3 separate regions of the Oryctolagus cuniculus genome follow, and regions 2 and 3 are each linked to region 1. Evidence: chromatin contacts called from public Hi-C and Micro-C data. All regions are on one chromosome and are shown on one strand. The core of a region is the stretch at or near the end of the contact, and the rest is flanking DNA. Distances in the headings are between cores, read along the strand shown. Region 1 overlaps FAT3 (FAT atypical cadherin 3). Region 2 holds the start of FAT3 (FAT atypical cadherin 3). Region 3 overlaps FAT3 (FAT atypical cadherin 3).

Region 1 (3,337 bases), core at 565-3,064:
TGCTGCCTGGAGTTTGGAACCTGTATGCGCCTGAGTGTCTCCACGTAAAATGCAAAGACGACTACTTCAAGGCAAATAGAGTTGGGGTGTGCCCTTGACCTTCTGAGAAGTCAAAAGAAGTCAACTGTTACAGTTCATTTTCCCGGCAGATAAATAGGCTTCTGAACTGTTCCCAACTACCAGGTTTTGGGGAAGGAGGTAGAAGAAATTTGGGCAGTGGGGGTAGAAGTAGCTTATTTTACATCCATGATTGTGTCAATGGGCTCAGAAGGCACCTGTTCCTAAATTTACCTTGGAGGTGAGAACTATGCCATTTTGTACTTCTCAGTATAAAATGCCCAGTTTTAGAGAAAATATTTTGCAAATATATACAGGCTGAGTGCTTACATAAATTAGTAAACATCTCATTTTTGTCAGTTGCTGCTAAGTGGGGCAAGGACCTACGGGAAACATACAGGCAGGGCTGCTTGTCTCTGTGGCTGATTCTTTGGAAGTATTCTTGGTGTATCAGTCCATGGCAGATACTCACAATTTTATGACTGTTTCTGCCTCCATCCCCCACCCTGGGGAAAATGACCCATCCTCCAGAGCTGCTTCCTCAGCTCAGAAAACTTGGTGAGTACCTGCTCTCCAGGCAGGAGTTCACAGGAGGCAGAGACAGTAGCTCACAGTGCCAATGCAGGCTGTGAACCACATGCAGTATTTGGGCCGTCTGGGCAATTTTTCTAAGGTTCTGCTTCACAGGACCCCATTACCCCAAAAAATTATAAAGGAAATTCAGCTAAATAAGGGTGCCACTACTGGTACTACAGGAAGCTGGTTTTGTCCCTTAACTAATTCCCAATGATGGAGAGACTGGGTGAACAGTGGGAGAGGAAGGGATCATTGACAAAACTAATAGAAATAGACAAATCACTGTTTATGAGATGGGATTAGGTGGTTCCAAATCAAAGGGGCTCACCCTTGGAGCTTCTAGGGAACTTTGTCAGCCCCTGACAGACCCGGGCCTGCTCATGGCTGCAGCTCAATAAGGGTCTCCTTTGGTAAAGACACTCAACAATGCGGTCAACCAGAAAGCCCATGAAACGAAGCCAGTTGCAATACCGTTCCCCTACCCCCAATAAACACTGTTTTCTAGCACCAAGAAAACCAGACTCCACCTGCACAGAACAAATCTGAAGACCCCTTACCATTGTCATCACCAGAATCCGACTGGAAAGAGCTGAGGGACTGGACTTCAGAGTTGCTGCCTTTATTGCTGCCTGCAAAGCAGGTCACTTCTCCTGGGTCATCAACCCCTTTGCCTTCATGGATAAAGAGAAAGCAGAAATGACACTGGTTACTGTGTGCATATTTCTAGTCCTGTTCCCCACGCCTCCACCTAGTTCACTTCCCGGGACTTTTCCGTTTGCTTAGAGAAAATAATTTAGCTCCATAATAAAAAATTGATTGTGCCACTGGGGGCAAAGGTCTGTCAATCAAGTGATTTACATTATGGATTCAAAACCCTTAACCCATGGTAAATGAGCTTCCAAATAGCTGACAGCAGAAAGTAGCTGTTCCTTCCTTAGAGTAAGAGTGAAAGGAGGATGAAGTGGCTGCACTGCTCTTTGCCATTCACAGTTAATTTATATCATTTACATGAACCTAGGTGGTGTCAACACCAGGTTAAATGAGATTACTTTTAAAATAGGGATATAAATATTTTATAGGGAAGAATGCCATCACATTTCTCCTGGCTTCCATCTCTAGGGAGCGAGTGGAGTTTTCAGCTTGGCCGCCTAGGGGGCAGTGTTGCATCACTTTTAGGAATGACAATGCTCCATGCCCTGTGTCTGGCAGGAGGGTAGCCTGTGGTGTGGATGCGCTCTTGGCCACATACTTATTCCCTCTTTGCTGCACTACAGCAGTCTGAACAACACACACACACACACACACACCCCGGAGGAGTCACTTTCTTATTTGATTGACTAAAGGAAGCAATAAAAACAGCCCATATCTTGAGGTTGTCAAATGAAAAATGAATTAGTTGTCCAGAGATTGTCTCACCATCTAACTCTGCCTTGCTAGACAAAGAAGGAAATGTCATCAATAAAACCCAACAACACTTTTGGGGGAAATGTGAATTTTTGCCTGAGGTGGATTCTGGAAATAAAACTGTCACATCATGAAATGGGTGGGGGAGGAAATGATGACCAGGAAAAGCTGCAAATCATCATGCAATGTGGTGGCACGAAGAGACCTGGACTTGGAATGAAGGCAACAGTCGTTCCTCTCCAGGGCCACAGAAATCACGGCTTCTTCCACCAAGGGGGAAGGCAGGGGCAGGCACGGTGGCTTGGCCTCTGCTGTCAGAAGTGGAAGCCACAGCAAAATGATGAACTGGATAGACAGCTGATACAAACAAAGCAGAGAGAGATGCCAAGGGGATATTCACCTCCCAACAGCCATGCCAAGGCGGGCCTCAGAAAGGCACAAGGTGTGCATGAGCTCAGCCCTGAACACAGATGGAAATGATCCACCATGGCGAGCTCACTGTTGTGCTTAATATGCCATTCTCCTTCTCACTGCTAAACTAATAAGAGCTGTTAGTTGATTGACAATATTCTGATAGAGCCTTATTCCAAGATAATTTGAGAGGGAGCACATTTATGGTGAAAATCTAAGGGCAACTACTTAAAATACATAAAGGAGTCTACAGAAACACAGAATCAGCATACAGCACATTGGGCAGCACTAGAATAGAAGGAACTCATCCTTAGCTGCCTTTATCATTAATAAATCCCCTCTCTCCCCTCTGGCAAAGCTCCTACCAGCAGCGCTGGTCAGAAGACAGGCTTTGGGGCCTGACACACCAGACTTGAACCTGTCTCTTCCTCTGGCTGGTTACAGGCCCTCGGGCAAGTTCTTTCACCTGTTCAAACCGACTGTTCCTTCATGAAATGATGGGCTGGTAACAGCTTCCACAAGGGGCAGCTGTGACAATTTAAGGGGATGACACCGCACACAGCTTTATATTCACTGGCTGTCTCTGCCTTAACAAATCACTGCAACCTTAACTCTTGCTCTCTGACTTCTGCCTGGATGACTCCACTGGGAAGCTCTTGAAATCTTAAGAATCACCTAAGTGTCAAGCTCAGTATGCATAGATTTTTCTTTTCGCCTGTGTCTCCTTGATGGTTGTACAGTTCTTGATACTGCTGGTCTTGCTGGCTGACACGCTCTTGGCTTCTGCATGGCTATCCTCTCCTCCTTCCCTCCTCCCCTGGTTGGCTGGGGTTTCTCTGCCTTCCTGCTTGCCCCTCAATGACCACTGCCCACATGCAGGCATCTCTAA
Region 2 (3,337 bases), core at 363-2,862, 670 kb after region 1:
TCAGCGACCCCCACTGGCGGAATCCTCACGCTCCAGTCGCGCCGAGCACAGCCAAGCCGGTCCAACCCCCCCTTAGCTGCCTCCTCCGCTGCGCTCCTGAGACCCTCCCAACCTCTCCCCTCACCTGGTTCCAACACCCTAGACTTGCACACACACTGGTCCCAGCTAGGGGTGCACCCAGTGCCTCCCAGGGAAGGATCGCTGAGCGCGGAGCCAGTGCGCCCTCGCCTTTCCACCCCGACATGGAGAAGGCTGCTTCGCACCCTCCGGGACGGTCAGACCACGCTGCTTTCTTTTCAAAGAGCCGCAGCCATCCCGCACGCCCGCCAAAAAACAAGCCCTTTCCCAAAGCATTGGGTTTCCCTCTGTCAAGACAGCAGGAACAGCCTCTCCTCCTGACCACTCTCTAACGGCTGTCGCCCCAGTCTGAGAGCCGCTGCCAAACTCAATGCATCACACCCTGCCCACGGCCGCTGGAGGACGGAGTCGGGCACGGGGAAAGGACCACAGACCGCGTGGGAACCTTCTCCCCTTCCTAAAGGGGAGACGGGGCTCCCTACTCCTCTCGGTGCCCGGAGACAACCCAACTTGCGCCTTCGCGTCGCCCAAGTGCTTCCACTGGTATCTGAACATACCCACTGCGCCCGGCAAGCACCGACTCCCAAGCAGGCTCCTTGCCTAGACCTTCTCATCCACCTGCCGCGGGCGGGTGGCCCGAGTTCCGGGAGGCGTCCTGCAGGGATGGGTGCTTCCACCTCCAAGCTCTCTTGCACCCCCGCCCCAAATCCTCAGCTCCAAACTTAGCCAACTCTCCGTGTCAACCTCTGGGCTCCTGCCGCAGGGCCGAGCCTCCCGCCCTTTCTGCTGGTAGCGGCGGCGGCCCCCAGCTCCAGGCGGTACCGAAGCTGGAACTTAACAAGGTGAAAAGTTTCCCCCACGCGCTGTGCCGGCTCATGCTTCCCGGAACCCACCTCGCAGCCCATTTACACCTGGAGCTGGGGCTGTGCTTGGGCAGGCGCGCTTCGGCCGGCGCACCAGGCAGCTAAATAATCGCGCTAACAAGCCCCCACGCACCCTTGCCTCAGCTGGCGATCCACGGCTCCACCTGGCGCTTCTCCCGTGGTCTTCCTCTCTAGGTGCTCTCGCCTAGGGCGAGCCGGGCCACACGGTCGCCTCCGCCGCAGTGCCTGCGCGCGCTCCCCGGGACTGGGATCGCGGAGAGAGGCGCTCGGGACGCCGCCGCCGCCGCCGCCGCCGCCGCGGCAGATCGGCAGGCGGAGGCGGGAGGAGGAGAACGGCCGCGGGAGGAGAGGGCCGGGGGCGCGAGATCCCAGTCCGCATCCAGATCCCAGCGCAGCCTGCCGGGAGGAGAGCGTGCTCCCGCGTCTGCTCTGAGCCGCCGCCGCCGCTACTGCACGCCGCCGCCGAGCTGCTAGGGGCTCCCCATCGCAGCCGGCGCCGACGCGCGGCCAAGCCCCACTCTCTCTCTCTCTTTCTCTCTCGTCTCCCCCTCTTGCTCTCCCTCGCTGTCTCCTCCTCCCGAACCGCGAGCGAAAGGGGCGAGGGGGAGAGAAGCCTCGGCGTCGGGGATGACTCGGGATCTCTGAGCGCCGCACGGGGGAGCGGGGGCGGGCGGGAGGGGGCTGCGGGGGCGGCGCGGCGAGCGGGAGGGCGCTCCGGGCGCGGGGCCTGGAGCTGGGCTAATTTTAGAGCGCGAGTCTCCCCGCAGCCCTCTCTCGGGGCCGGAGGATCGCACCAGCGTGCCTTCTTGTTGCTGGAGGAGCGTGCTGCCGGCTTCCCCGAGCTCGCTCACGCCGCAGCCCCGGGCAGAGAACGTGTTCCTCCCTTAGGACAGACGAGGAAACTGAGGCGCCACGAGGTTAACGTGTTGCACCTGAGGTCCAAAGTCTAATTTGTAGGGTGGATATTAAATCATCAAGCGGGGTGCCTCTTGCTTCCCACACAAGGCTACTAGTCCCCACACATACTTGGATCCTGGTATCCTCCCAGTACCTTGTGGCAGAGGGCATTAAACAAAAGAGGTTAACAGGGTGTGCATCCTCTTCCCTCCTTAGCCTCCTACTTGGAGTAGTGGTACTTTGAAGGGGCATGGTGATTGGTTTGGGGCTTGACTTACAAGGCCCACCTTTCGGTCTTTCTTCACCATCCACGCAAGTCCTGGGACTCCTTGATCGCGCTGTGCGCATCCCTGTCCCCATCCTATGCTGCTGCAGCTTGGGCCCATCCTCATGCCCCCACCCCACCCCACGCCACCCCACCCTGTCTGTGTATCCTCGCACTTCCGCCTTCCCCTCCTGGCACAGAGGCAGACTTGACACCCTCCTTCCCCCCTGCAGCACCCACGCGGCAACTCACATCTGTCTCCAAAGCAGGCGTGCAAGCCAGCGCTTTGCCTTGGATGCTCTCTCCCAGGCGGTTTCTCCCTCAACACTTACCATTGGCATGGAGGGAGAGGCGTGCCAGGCCTGCAGATCTCGTCCCCAGGGGAACTCGCTCCTTTTGGCGCACCGTGACATTCTCTTTTTGGAAGGAAAGTAGAAGTTGATATGAGGGGCTTTGTGCTCAGTCACTAGAACAAGCCCTTTGAAGAGCACAGTGAGTTTACCTTTCTGGCTTCCAGGCTCCCAACCTAGGACTTCTGCTCTGGATGCAGCTTCACAAAGGCCCCCATCCCTCCCTGCCAGTGGAAAGTTTCCCTTGAAAGCCTCCAGCAGCCTCGCTGCGTTGACTGCCCCATAAAGCACCGAGCATGCTCTGGTCACTCCACCCTGAGAGTTTAATGGGAATACTAAGGAGCAGTGACAGCTCCCCATACATCAGCTAATTTGGGGGTAATAAGCATGATGTTACCAAGGGCTTCATTGTCACGAAGGCCAGAAGATGGATCTGAAGTGAAGGGAACCACTAACAGGGCCAGAAAAAAACTGACACCTGCTCTCCAAACTGTTGTCCTTTGGATAATTTTATTCTGATTTCATTTTTGTTCAGTTAGCAGCTTTCTAAAGCATTAGAAGTTTATTGCCACATAAACATGTCCTCGGTATGGCATGTTCCATGTGACGGACACAATGCAGCTAACTTTCCGTCAGATTTTAATGAATCAATGTATTTCCCACCCGAGTGCTTCTGTGAGAGTGCTGAAACAAGTTGGCTGCTGAAACCAGGCACTTGGGGTAGAGTCAGCTGGTGGTTGTTTGGCCACTGGGATGCTCAAGGAAGCAGTGTTGGCAGTGAGACAGCGTCTTCCACCTTCTGCCTGGGAAGGCTGCCAGGTGAGTAGGGGAAGGAGTGGCCGCCGCTACTGATGCTCCTGGAT
Region 3 (3,337 bases), core at 493-2,992, 550 kb after region 1:
ACCGACTGATGTATTTATGCTGGCACTGCCTGTATTAGTACTCAGCACTAATGATACCCAGGTGAGCAGTTCAGTTCCCATGCGAGACAACCCCATCTTCCTAGAACAGGAAGAGCTGAACAGGCAGCTCTCAACTACCCTTCATCTCACCTGAAAGCCTCAAGCCTGCAGAATAGTCAGTCAGCTGGATCTTCCTCTTCTACACTCATTTCAAACATACTTCCTTTGTGGCAGGCAAGTGGCCAAACTGTAGACACTTTTGTAGATACAGCTTGAAGAAGTTGTCTAAGAACCCCTGGCTAGTTATTTTCAGCATAAGTAACATCCAGCCTGAGATACTAGCTCCAAGACAGGTTGCTATCACAAAGCAGCCATGAACAGACAAGGTGTGACAACACCAAGGCCAAACAAGATGCTGCCCCATAAAGGCATCCCCAGAGTGCATGCCAAGGGAAGAAGATTCTCTCTGGAAAACTAAAGACGAACAATGTAGGTCAATGGAGCTCACCCTAAGAGATACTGAATGGCTTTTCTGGATCTCCAAGACTCCTGCTGCACATCTTAATTTTCTAAGAATTAAAGCCAAGCATGGGTGGACTAGGGAAGGGACTTCCTGGGACACACTGTATCCTTGCAATAAAGGTCCATTACCAAGGATACGCAGTTGTTTTGCTTCCCCAATCCCCTCTCCTGGGAACTCTGATAACATTTTTGGAAATTAAAACTTGAAGTGAAAAATCAATCAAGTACACCAGGTTAAAAGAATTATATATAGGAATTTGACGAGTTCCAATCCAGGACCTCGGAGATGGAATAGCGCAAACCTCCAGACACAGGTGCTTTGCGTAAAGATCCTCACTAGCTTAAAACACCCACTCTTGCCTCCACCATTGCATTCCTGGTGCAACCAACCAGCCACATACTTAATGCATTATAAAGACTAGAGTCGTTAACCCAGTTGAGAAGGTTCTACCACATCTGGCTCTTTTTTTCTGGCCTCGTCTCAAACCCTCTGATTTCTAGGCACACCTGTCTCTCTTCTCTTCCTGGCAGAGCACCTCCTGTCCCAGGTGCTTTGCATGTGTTTCCCCTAAGTTCAATCCTCTTCCTCTTCCCAATTTCCCAACATGCAAACACATGCATACATTCATCTCAACCTCTATATCCCTAAAATTTTCAACTATCTGTGTCCTTCTGTGTTGTCCTCAAAACACTCAGAGAATTTCCTTTGTAACAATACAATTCTAGTGACATTTTACTAAGACTATTTTATATCTGCCATCCCAACTTGACTATAAATTACAGGAAAGTAAAGACTGTCTCAGATGTACATTGTTGTTGCCCTATTCCAAACATACTGCTTGGCACATAAAGGTTATTCACTAAATATCTGTTGTTGGATAACCTTTAAGTATCTTATAAAACTCCAAGAAAATATAAGCCTCATGGAGATTGTTCCTGCAATCAGGGAAATTCTGTCCCTCAGGGAATATCTGACAATCACAACAGGAATTTTTTGTTGCCACAATGAGAAGGGTGCTACTGGCATCTAGTGGGTACAGGTCAGGCACATTGCTAAATGTTGCACACAGGACAGCCTCCACAACAAAGATTTAACTTCCTTAAAATCTCAGTCATGCTAAGATTAGGAAACTCTGATTAGAGAAACTGGTGCAGTTATACTGAGAAGGATAGAGCCAAAAATTATAAAAAACAATTCCAAGAAGAATGGTTGCTTAGCAATAGTAGTGCACTGAGCACTTCTGCTGTTGAGATCTTCCTGGGAGAATGCCCCTGGTGATGTAAGCTCTAGGAAGCTGGAGTTAAAAATTGGGTTCCCTTCTGTGATGGCCAGAATGACTTTTTATCCCACAATGTGAACCTGACTGGGTTCTGCAGAGAATGAAGGGAGCCCTCTACCCCTCGGTGGCAGACTATTTGACCCGGCTTCTACAGGAAGCATTCACATGTGGCAAAGCCATCAGTCACCCTGACAGCTAGAATCCCCATTTGCTCCTGGGGACTAATGTTCTCCACTTTTCAACCAACCTGACTTGGATCTCACTCTCTACAGAAGCATTTATTCTGCCAACAAAATCAAGACCCTGGAAGATCGATCTTTCCAGGTCAACACAGAGCCAAGGCTCCAGAGGTTTACATAGTTTTCTCTGCATAACTACTAAGACCACAGCCTCCCAAGTATTCAAGTGGCCTCACTTTTCCATGACTTTGGGGGAGTAATTTTACCCTGCAGCCTGGTTTATAAGGTAGTAGCTGTAAAACACTACCCTGGATTGAGAAACTGAGCACAACTCCCACAATTCTACCCCAAGCTACAGTAACTTAAACAGATTTTAAAACACCCCTTAATATCAACAGTTGCTGGAAAGTGAATGGAAGTGTTGCTCCAACAATCCTTAAATTAAGTTGACTCATTCCCCACAGTTAAGTAGATAGTTTTCCTTTAGTCCACCCATGAGTATATGTAGTTAAAAACCAAGTATACACTTTGCCACTAATTACATATTACAAATAAATAGTTTACACAAGCATATGTAAACCAGGAAAGGGGGAAGGAGTGGTTTTGAGCATCCACAGCAGATGTTTAGGGACAGCTGTACAGGGAAGCTGACAAGAATTTAGATGAAATTTATTTTAAAATCCCATAAGAGTAAGAGAAGGTTTGTTTAACCTTTACCAAACTATATTCCACCCAAGGGGTTCAAATCTGAATTTTGCCTTAGAATAAATTTCTATTGCTGTGTTTAACATGGCTTTCCCAGTTCCTATTCTAACTAAAAAAAAGAAGCCTAGTGATTTGACCACCATGAGCAAATGTCATTCAGCCACTATAAATATAAGCGCAGAAGTTTGCCTTTCAGTGTCCAAGTGTTATCAGCAAGGCTACAGGGCAAAAGTAAATGATATTAATAAAGAACTGAACAGAAAAGTCTGCACACAGAGCACTGCAAGTTCTGAGCTTCAAAAATCTACTATTAGTCTATACTACTGTCTTCAACAACCGTTATTTCCCATGTCAAAAAAAAATGTTGGCTCTCATTCTCAGTGGATAATATAACACTTTTCCATTACTTACATGCTTTTAGAAGAACAAGTACTTTAATTAGTAAAAATTGCATGGAATAAATGTCCTTAACCAGAAATTTGGGTGTCTACCACCTATCATTTACTTCACATAGAGTCTGCAAGATCAAATACTAGGTAGTTAAAAAATATGTGATTTGGGAAATAATAATAGTAATAGCTAACACAGAATAAGCATTTGCCACATTGCCATAGCTTGCGGATGACTGCTGTACCATCTAGATAACTTGCA

Evidence for each region. A called contact is a pair of places that touch in the nucleus more often than the background predicts.
Region 2: a Micro-C map of ear pinna shows a contact between it and region 1, with 5 times the contacts expected there. The contact joins the promoter of FAT3 here to the enhancer-like site in region 1. A contact is called at or near these places in 2 of 6 Hi-C or Micro-C datasets (ear pinna and an unstated tissue).
Region 3: a contact with region 1 is called in a Hi-C map of liver, with 5 times the contacts expected there. The contact joins two enhancer-like sites. A contact is called at or near these places in 3 of 6 Hi-C or Micro-C datasets (ear pinna, liver and an unstated tissue).

The regions. Positions count from the first base shown.
Region 1 is chr1:84,049,823-84,053,159 of mOryCun1.1, reverse strand. It overlaps FAT3 (FAT atypical cadherin 3), which reads right to left. Exons shown (of 26, transcript XM_051850369.2): 25 at 1,191-1,304. Among named protein-coding and RNA genes, the nearest start is that of MTNR1B, 96 kb to the left of the region's middle. Within about 2 kb of position 1,814, at least 2 of the 8 cell types and tissues checked have an H3K27ac peak or open chromatin away from gene starts, as enhancers often do.
Region 2 is chr1:83,376,271-83,379,607 of mOryCun1.1, reverse strand. FAT3 (FAT atypical cadherin 3) reads right to left here and starts at 1,612. Exons shown (of 26, transcript XM_051850369.2): 1 at 1,075-1,612.
Region 3 is chr1:83,503,881-83,507,217 of mOryCun1.1, reverse strand. The region is part of intron 1 of FAT3 (FAT atypical cadherin 3); the gene reads right to left. Among named protein-coding and RNA genes, the nearest start is that of FAT3, 130 kb to the right of the region's middle. Within about 2 kb of position 1,742, at least 1 of the 8 cell types and tissues checked has an H3K27ac peak or open chromatin away from gene starts, as enhancers often do.